2 separate regions of the Mus musculus genome follow, and region 1 is linked to region 2. A link is a contact called in public HiChIP or PLAC-seq data. All regions are on one chromosome and are shown on one strand. The core of a region is the stretch at or near the end of the contact, and the rest is flanking DNA. Distances in the headings are between cores, read along the strand shown.

Region 1 (5,087 bases), core at 1,486-3,985, 80 kb before region 2:
CCAGAGGTTCTGTGTAAACAGCACATTACACCGCACTCAGCAACAGTTTGCCTTTGTATATAAAGTTTCGATCTAGACTCATTTTACACTATATAGAGCAGAGATGTGCAACCTTTCGGCTTCTCTGGGCCACAATAGATGAAGACCTATCTCCTGTCACACAAATCATTTGGCAGAACATATAGCATTACTCTGAGTGCCTACTGTCCTGGCACAGTATTAATACCCAGTATTATACTCCTGGGTACCCCACCTGAGTGATGCGGGACACATCCACCCTAACTGGCATGCTCACACAGCCAATGCAGGGTCATCTTTTGGAGCTGGCAAGAAGACAAGCATAAGAGTGTTGCTTTTCAAAGTTCAAGGTCAGCCCTCAGCACAGCTGGAGCCAAGGTACCACTAGCATGCTTCTAACCCTTCGGTCTGTCCTGTAACCTCTGCCCACTAGAGGTGGATGATGACTACATGTGAGATGTCTACACAACTCATGAGTCAGACTGGGCAACTTAGAGACACACATGCCGTCCTGTTTACTAAACTGCAATAGCCAGCCAAGTAAGAGTTCCAAATTCTCATTTGTTCATACATCACTTTTAACTACCTACAACCAGAGCACTTCCCCAATTCTGTCAATTCTAGCAAAAGATCATTATCTTTCTTCATTACGCCCTACTCACCAGCACTGTATTTTCTGATTTTCACACTGATATTCTGCTATTCCTTTCTCTAGAAGTGGAAGATATAAATTATGTTTTCCACACAAATTCTCTCCTGTTTCAAGAGGGAGGTGTGGGGGGTGTAAAACAAGACAATCTTTTACTAAAGGGGTGTTGATTTTATTTAGTTCAATACAGATTCCCAAATAAGCAGTATTGGGGAGGGGGGAGGGGTGGGGGGGCATGGTGGCACATGCCTTTAATCCCAGGACTCTGGGCAGACCCATCTGAGTTCAAGGCCAACCTGGTCTACATAGCAAGTTGCAGGCCAGACAGAGCTACATACTATAAGTCTGTCTCAATTAGGGGGAAAAAAAATCATAATTTGTTCTGATTTTCTATAACACAGGCAGGGCAGAAATACAACAAAATTCAGTAACAGACCAAAGTATTATGTAATGTCCCTCTTACTCAGCTTCCGATGTGATGGCATTTCAAGACCATTAATCATTTTCACCCTTGCTTTCTCCCTATTGTATTCTAATCCCAGGGCCATTGAGGAAAAAGTGACACTCTGTATGGCAAAGCACCCTGACTGGCACATTAGAACAGATCCAATTACCAGTGGCTCTGTGCACTGGGAGGATTGCCCATGAGAGATTTCCACTGAGGACTCTGAGGACAAAGTTGTCATTCCCGTATGTGAGTAGGGAAGTGTCAAATAAGCAAGACTTCGAATAAAATCCTCACTACTGCCACCTTCCCCTACACACAGATAATGCAACCATTTCTCTCTATCAGAAAAACTGCACAGCCCAGAGACCTGTGTGTGTGTGTGTGTGTGTGTGTGTGTGTGTGTGTGTGTGTGTGTGTGTTTCTTACCTTTGATGGTTTAAAATCTACTTGGACCAACTTACACATTGTAAGTCTAAACAATGAAATATAGTTGCCAAATGTAATTCATAAAACTAAAATCAAGTAGAGCACATTTAAAGTAAATATGGTATCTTGTTGTCAATGTTTAAATCCTAAGGGTATGTAAATTCTGCCAGAGAGAATATTTGTTTGTATGTATGTATGTATGTATGTATGTATGTATGTATGTATGTATGTATATTCCCAAGACAGACTCACAGGTCTCCTGTAGAAACAAGGTACAAGTAAAATCTCAGAATTTGAAGAAAAGAGCTAGAAAGCAGAAGGCTCTCGTACTGGCTAGTGCTGGGAACACTCACTCCCTAACTCCCACTTAACCCAGGACAGCCCGGGGGATTTTGAGTCTCAGGAACCAGGACGCGTGCAATGTGAAGCCTCTGCTATAGCATCGACATCAAGACACACTGAAGAACTGGGTGGGAGTTTGCTTCTCCTCTCCCTAGCCAATCCCACGAGCAATAACAGTCGATAAAGAATCAAACCTTTAGCCTCCAAAACGCCTTTCAGAAAATCCAGAAATGTATTTCCTGAATTATCTTTCAAGAGGATCCCTTTTCCATGCAGGGGAAAAGCCAACCCACTACCAAGTAACTCATACGTGATACATCCTACATCAACAATATAGTGAGGACAAACTCTCAGGACAGGACAACCCTGAATGCAAAATAGGGGGCTCTAAGCTCCATTTCCTAACTGTGGACCTGCACGTAGTTTGATTATGCACTAACATAAGTTGGTTTTAATTGCCCATAAAGCATTTAAAACTACCCCCCCCAAATGTCTTTAAAAATGTGGAAGATTTCATATACAAATCCAAAATTGAATCTGATCAGGCAAACCTGGAAGCCTCACCGCGCCGGCCGGCCTGCCTGCCAGCATCAGCCAAAGCCGAACGGCGCCTGGCTCAGGATTTTTTTCTCTGGCTTGCCAGGACCCCACTAATCCCTTTTGTCTCAAATCCAAACACATTTTGCTAGTTTAAAGGATTCACTTTACCCTTGTAGACCTCTGAATTTTGATCACCATTTTAGGACATTGTTAGGATCCTGCCGAATGCAACTGAGTGTGTAACTGACTGAGTGCTTTCTTGGTGGCCCAGAAATCCCCACTGAGTCTTATCATGATTTGTCCATTTTCCTCTGGGTGTTCCCTACAACAACATGTTCTCTTCTGGGATTCCCCCACCCAAGACGTCCCGCTCTGATGTCAGGACTGTCTCCTTCATTGTTTGGCTTTCTTACCATTGGGTGAGCCCGGAGAATATAAACCTAGACTTGCTTCAGAGGTCAACATTCTGTCTCCCCACTGTGCAAAAGGAAAGATAGGCTGACTTCCTCCAGGCTGGGGAACACAAGAGAAAAGCACAAATGATGCTTAAGTACAGCAGGAAATGGGTCTTATGCAATGCTGTACAACCCGAGTCTCCAGAAAACAGTATCGGGAAAGCCAAAAGCAACAAGTCACCCCCGTAACAAAGAAAAAACTCCATCTACTGACAACTTAGAAATGCACAGTGTGTTCGTGTGGATCCTATTGATTCTCGGCTTGTGCTACCAGAGACTCCAGTTAGAATCACCAAAGTATACTAGGCATTTGCCCGTAGAGACTACTGACTGACTAGCTTTCTCATAGGGATTAGAACCAACTGGAAAGCAGTGTGGTGGCTCATGTGTGTAACGCAGCAGTGCAATGGCAGAGTGACAAAAGGACTGTGGCAGCCTACATAGCAAATTCAAAGCTAACTTGGGCTACACAAGACCCTGTCCAACTAAAACCATTTTATAAGATGCACATGTTAAAAAATTCCTGTCCTACCATAGGTTGGTGACATCTGCCTATAATCTACTACATGGGAGGTACAGTCAGGAGAATCAGGAGTTCAAGGTTCCTTATAGATACATAGCAATCTCTAGGCCATCTTGGTCTACAATAGATTTTACACACACACACACAAACACACACACACACACACGCCCACCCCTATACCTACACCTACACTTACCTTGGTCCTAGATCCTAAGTTACCTGTAGCAAAGCCAGGAAAACCCTTCCAAAGGCAGGCCCTTTATCATGCTGGTACCTTCTTTGATTTAGAGTTTGGGTGGCCATGGATATTAACTAACAGTCCTGAATGTGAGATGCCCAGGAACTGTACTGTATGAGAAGTACTGCATACTCAGTTATCCTGCTAAAACGCAAGCCAAGGCATATAGAGAGAACAATACAGTATTCATACAATTCCATTAGGTATAAGTAATCTGGAGATGGTTTAAGTATATGGGAAGACATATAGAGTCTATCTACTATTTAAGTATATGGGAAGACATATAGAGTCTATCTACTATTTAAGTATATGGTAAGACATATAGAGTCTATCTACTATTTAAGTATATGGGAAGACATATAGAGTCTATCTACTATTTAAGTATATGGGAAGACATATAGAGTCTACCTACTATTTAAGTATATGGGAAGACATATAGAGTCTATCTACTATTTAAGTATATGGGAAGACATATAGAGTCTATCTACTATTTAAGTATATGGGAAGACATATAGAGTCTATCTACTATTTAAGTATATGGGAAGACATATAGAGTCTATCTACTATTTAAGTATATGGGAAGACATATAGAGTCTATCTACTATTTAAGTATATGGGAAGACATATAGAGTCTATCTACTATTTAAGTATATGGGAAGACATATAGAGTCTATCTACTATTTAAGTATATGGGAAGACATATAGAGTCTATCTACTATTTAAGTATATGGTAAGACATATAGAGTCTATCTACTATTTAAGTATATGGGAAGACATATAGAGTCTATCTACTATTGTATTTATGAGTCATGGATATTCACAAATGTTGGTATTTTCTACGGGTGCAAGAGGATGTCTTGGTACCAGTTCTGCACAGATGTTGGGTAACAGCCTCATGTATATTTTGGAGACAAGCATACATATGGATATTCAGATGTGCAAGTGCGTCTTGTTACCTCATTTAGGAGGTAACATGATCATCTTAGCTGATTTACATTCCTGGCTTATCTCATGACCTACAGAAAAACACAATAAAACTAAGATTAAGACGTGCCTGTTACTTTTTTTTCTTTTGAGAGGGGGTAGGTGAGACAGAGTTTTTCCATGTAGGACTGGCTGTCCCTCTGTAGACCAGGCTGGCCTCAAACTCAGAGATCCACCTGCCACTGCCTCCCAAGTGCTAGGATTAAAGGCGTATACCCCCATGCTGGGTATGCCTATTACTAATGGGAATAAACAAACTGAGAACATCCTGAGTGACCTCCTACCTCCTTCTAGTATTATTTTCGTTAAAGCTTTTTTTCTAAGAGATCCAACCTTTAAATACCCATGGCCAGGGTCTCAAAGCACACAGTGACAGAGGTAGTGAACAGGCAGGCTAGACAAACAGCATGCTTCCCTGTACAACTGCTGGGTGTTATTTCTCTCACCTTCTGTTTATAAAACTG
Region 2 (5,243 bases), core at 1,313-3,812:
CACTCTCCCTTAAGCGGACTACAGCAAAGACACAAAGGCACCATGAGGCTGTGATAAAGAACACAAGGGAGAGTCACCTTCTTTGAAGAATCAGAAGTAGCAGCAGTCCAAGGCCTGGGAGATGGCTCACTGAGTAAATGGCTTCTGCAGCAGCCTTAACCTGAATTCGGACCTCCTCCATCCATGTAAAGTGCACAGCAGCACACATCTGTACAACTCTGTGAGCTCTGGGATCAGCAAGGAACCTCATCTCAGAAACAAAGTGCTACAAGAGTATATCTGATGTAGACCTCTGGCCTCCTCTATATGCTCAGACACAGGTGTGTGCACCCGCACAGACAGGTGTATATATATACACACACACATTCTAAATACATAAATAAGTAATTAAAATAGTCTGTTACAAACTACTCAGTCCCCCCAAACCCTGAACACTTCAGCATGGCTTCAAATACTGTGTTCATCTCCAGTTTCTCTCTGGCTCTGAGTGCCCATGTGAACCAGGGGCTGCTGCATGCTGTGATGCATTGGCTATAAGATGAAAACCTACTTCTCCCAGGAAGTTGAAAGGAAGGGAAAATAAAGGCTTGGTTCTAAGGAAGAGAAAGCAAATTGGCTCACAAATGCAGAGAGCATGTTTGAAAGAACAGTGTTTCATAGTAAACCTCAAACCACTCTTCTGTAAATGGAGCACTTCTTATTGTGGGGAAGAGGTGTGGGAGCCAGAGGCCAGCCCAGTAGCAGAACATGAAAATCAGAACCTAAGAGGTGAAAGAGGCCTATAGAAGGAACTGAGACTACCATGTGTACAGACACTGCAAACCATCTTCAAGCACAGCATTCAAGACACCTATGAAAAGAAAATTCACACCGTCTTTTTCTTTCCTTCCCCGGTCATGCCTTCCTCAACCCTCTCCCTGATCCCATCCCCCAGGGTCAATACCTACTTAGACCTCAAAGAGTCAAGTTTATACTCTATGCCTCTCCTTCTGAGAACACTGTGAGAATTGAGAGGGTTTCCTCTTTGAAAAATAAAGCAACATCAGTATAGAAAGGAGGAAACGTAAATTCTTTAATACTGAAATTAATAAATAAGGATTTTTATTCATTCTAGATATCCTGTATCACAGTAAAGAAAACATGGTATATATTCATCAAAATAAATCATAAATTACCTGAACCTGGTTGTGGTGGTTTGAATAGATATGGGCCTTATAGACTCGTTCGTGTGTTTGAATGCTTGGCCCACAGGGAGTGGCACTATTAGGAGGGGTGGTCTTGTTGGGGGAAGTGTGTCACTGTGGGGGCAGACTTTGAGGTCTTCTATGCTCAAGCTCTGCCCAATATTGACACAGTCTCCTTCTGCTGCCTGCCGATCAAGATGTCAAACCCTCAGCTCCTTCTTCAGCATCATGTCTGCCTGCATGCTGCCATGCTTCCCACCATGATGATAATGAACTAAACCTCTGAACTGTATGCCAGCCCCAATTAAATGTTTTTCTTTGTAAGAGTTGCTTTGATCATGGTGTCTCTTCACAGCAATGAAAACCTAAGACACCCACCCACCAAAATCTTTAGTTTTTGTTTTTTGAAACAGGTCTCCCTATAACACAAGATCTAGAGCTCCCTATGTAGCTATGGTGATTTGAATGGGAATGGCTTCCCCAGATTCATATATTTATTTGAATATTTAGTTCCCAGTTGGACTGTTTAGGATTAGGAGGTGTGGTCTTGCGGGAGGAAGTATATCTTTGGGGTTGGGCTTTGAAAGCCTGGTCTCACTTTTTTCTTCCTGCAACCTGGAAATCAGCTGTGAGCTCTCAGCTACCACTACAGCACCATACCGGCTTGCTGCCATTCATCCCATTGTGCTGATCATAAACTAACCCTCAGAAACTGTATAGCAAGCCCCCAGTTAAATGCTTTCTTTTATAAGCTAAATGGTCACGGTGTCTCTTCCCAGCAACAGACCAGTAACTAAAACAGTAGCCTAGGCTGGCTGGAACTCAGAGAAATCTGCCAGCTTCTGCCTCCCAAGCACCGGCATTAAAGTCAAAGACATCAAAACTCAGGACCTCAAAATGTGTCACTGAGACATCACGATTGCCACTGAACGAGATCTCGGCTCCTCCTCACCTGAGTTTCCAGAAGCACCATAGCTCTCTCCAAGCTTTTCCCATTCCTAAAGCCTCAATCTCCTTGCTTACCCCGTGGACACAGAAAGAACCAACACAAGTCACAAGAGGGGCTGGGATAGAGCTCGCACAGAACACTTAGGAAGAATACGGAAGGCCCTGATTTCAATTATCAACCCACCCTGCCCCCTCGAAAATAAGAGAAAAGAAAGAGAAAGAGAAAAGAAAGAGAAAGAGAAAAGAAAGAGAAAGAGAAAGAGAGAAGGAAGAAGAGGAAAAGGAGACAAGGAGAAGAAATCAGAAGGCATAACTTAAGGAAACCTGTGTTGAAACAATGCTTTGGGGTTTTTCCACAGAGGTAAGCTCTACAGTTTCCAAAAGCAAACAGTTCTTTCTGCAGAAAAGGACAGGATGTTGCAGATGAGTCATTTTGTTGACATTCTAGGTGCTGGTCAGTTGGAGGACAGGAACCAGATCAGCTTCCTAGAAAGGACAGATGAAACGTTACTCCGGAAAAGATCAGAGTGGGGAATGTACTGAGTGTCAGAAGCTCTTCTGCCGCTCAAACACATCCTACTCTATAGCCCTTTGTTAATGGCAGCGCCCAACCTCATATAGGAAAAACGATGAAGATACTGATTCCTGTAACACCAGAGTCCATAACCATACATGGTGTGGTTAAAAAGGCTTCCGATACAAAGAGAGCACCCGTAATTTACATAGGCCTTGGTATCCACTGCCAGGCACATAGACTTTCTCCCCAACAAAATAAAAAAAAAAAATTAACAATAAAAGCACTCGTTCCATTTCTACACCTGCTATAGAACAGCCGTCTTCCCGGGTGTAAGGCTGCCTTGGCAGTGTTTAACGTCGCCATCTCATTTCCACATAGGATCTGGTTACAAAAGTCTGTGCCAACAAGTCATGTGGAAAGGTAGTTCTTCCAAACCTCTTACCTGAATCTCAACTCTATAAAGTCTCAAATGAGTATCCAGTTCATCACTGACCCCACTGGCGATCTAACAATTTGGCCATCGTGCCATTTTTTTTTTCTTAAACATTCTCCATAATTTATAAAGGAGCTTTTTTTCTGGCTATTCTCTATTTGTATTTGGCTTGGGATTCTCTTCCTATACTGGGTTCTCAGTTAGCTGACATAATGTAAGCCAGTGTTATATGATTCATGGTAATCCGAAAACAAAATGTTTAGGGAAGAAAACTCTTGTCTATCAATGTACATTTAATTAGACAGACAACAGATTTTATTGAAGAAGTCGATATGCATTCCACTACAGCCCTTCATAGTTCTTTGTGGCTTTTAGGAGAGACCATTAATTTAAATGCATCAGATCAAAGAAAATAGACACGTGTCCCTACTAAAGCTCCCTAACAGTTCACAGCGGTCACCTCAATCCTCCAAACACTCGTTTATCCATTAAGCGTGTGTGCACAAAGGCCATAGGAGGATCTGGAAACAGAAGTCCGAAGATATGATTCAATGTCCAAACGCTAAGCATAAGTTAATAATCAACATCTACATATAAAGCTATTAACAACTCTGTTACCTAAATACTTCGGGTATAGTCATATATCTCTCAGTTAGGGTTATCATTTCTGTGATGAAATACCATGACCAACAAAAGCAAACTGGGGAAGAGTTTATTTGGCTTACACTTCCACATCACTGTTCATCATCAAAGGATGTCAAGACAGGAACCAAAACAGGGCTAGGAGCCTGGAGGTAGGAGCTGATGCAAGAGGCCATGGAGAAGTGCTGCTCACTGACTCGCTCTCCGTGGCTTACTGAATTGCTTTCTTTTAGAACCCAGAACCACCTGCCCAGGTATACCATCCACCTGGGCGGGACCCTCCCCCATCAATTAAGAAAATATCCTACAGTCTTGCCTGCAGTCCATTTGAGGGAGGGGCAATAGGAGGGAGTTAAGAGCATTCAAGAGTCCAATCTTATGGAGGCATTTTAATTGAGGGTCCCTCCTCTCAGATAACTTTAGCTTGTATCAAGTTGATAAAGCTATCAAGCTCATGATGTAAGAGATAAGAGATAACTTATTCCTTCAAGTTGGGAAACTACGGATTATGAAGTTAAAACCCAAACTTTAGCCTTTGGGTCACACTACTCTCATTAAGAAAAAAATGTTAAAAGGGCACAGAAGGCATTTCCTATAGTCATAAAATAATGTGGTGCTTTAAAAAACAAAATCTTAATGACAGACATGCCACCAATGGGACAGATAACTATATATGGAACATAGAGTTAGTTCCTAGTGGCCAAATCTGATCAAAGAGAAATAGTATATTACCACCAAAGTACAGAATAACCATCCATAAGTCCACGGAGGCATAATGTATCAGGGAGACAGGGTCGGTCTGCACCACCTAGGCTGACCTTTGACCCACAGCATAGCGGAGGATGACCCTGAACTTCTGACCCTCCCATGCTAAATTATGGGTGTGTACTACCCCACCAACTTAATAAATAGATGAACGGGGGGGGGGGGGGGGAGACAAACGTCCCATGAGAAGAATTCCAAATAAGCTAGCCTGCTACTTCACACCTTAAGGAGGAGAGGCACTAGGGCACCACCCAGTCACTAAGGGTGGAGCTGCTCAGAGAATTCCTCAGAAAGCAGCGGGTAAGGGAAGGACAACTGTTTGTGGGTTTTGGTTTGTTTGTTTGTTTGTTTGTTTTTAAAGTTCAAATGGAAAAACCTGTCAGTCTGGCTTTTGGAAGGTGACTGGGGTAGCCCATCGAGTTCATACCTTGCTCTTGAAGGGACGTGAAGGAAGCAGCACTTGGCCTCTGAGTCTGCCCTCAGAGCCTGCTGCCTTACTCTAACCGTCAGAGAGGACCCCACTAATCCCAGTGGAAGGACAAACTACATATGCCCAACAGAACTCTGGGCAAACTATCAAAGAAGAGAGATGACTGCACTCCAAACCAGCACAGAACACAGAGCAAGCAAAGCACACAGCACCGCTGATGGGATCCAAGAACCAAACCAGGGCATCACGTGACACCAAGGAGCCAGAACAAAGCACACATTTAAATAATGATGTGTCCCTTACCAAGACAAACGAACAATAATA

Evidence for each region. HiChIP or PLAC-seq counts read pairs in DNA pulled down with a chosen protein or histone mark.
Region 1: an H3K27ac HiChIP or PLAC-seq map of heart atrium shows a contact between it and region 2, with 2.8 times the contacts expected there. The contact joins two enhancer-like sites. A contact is called at or near these places in 1 of 15 datasets of contacts at CTCF or cohesin (the NIH/3T3 cell line), 4 of 484 Hi-C or Micro-C datasets (the P5424 cell line, nephron progenitors, pre-megakaryocyte-erythroid progenitors and 1 more) and 4 of 115 datasets of contacts at active chromatin or transcription factors (embryonic stem cells, fibro-adipogenic progenitors and heart atrium).

What each region holds. Positions count from the first base shown.
Region 1 is chr2:52,995,954-53,001,040 of GRCm38.p6, reverse strand. All of the region lies in intron 1 of Fmnl2 (formin-like 2), which reads right to left. Among named protein-coding and RNA genes, the nearest start is that of Gm52511, 10 kb to the left of the region's middle. Within about 2 kb of position 2,735, at least 64 of the 459 cell types and tissues checked have an H3K27ac peak or open chromatin away from gene starts, as enhancers often do. A contact at or near this core is called in heart atrium, where this site is marked.
Region 2 is chr2:52,915,655-52,920,897 of GRCm38.p6, reverse strand. All of the region lies in intron 1 of Fmnl2 (formin-like 2), which reads right to left. Among named protein-coding and RNA genes, the nearest start is that of Fmnl2, 60 kb to the right of the region's middle. Within about 2 kb of position 2,562, at least 34 of the 459 cell types and tissues checked have an H3K27ac peak or open chromatin away from gene starts, as enhancers often do. A contact at or near this core is called in heart atrium, where this site is marked.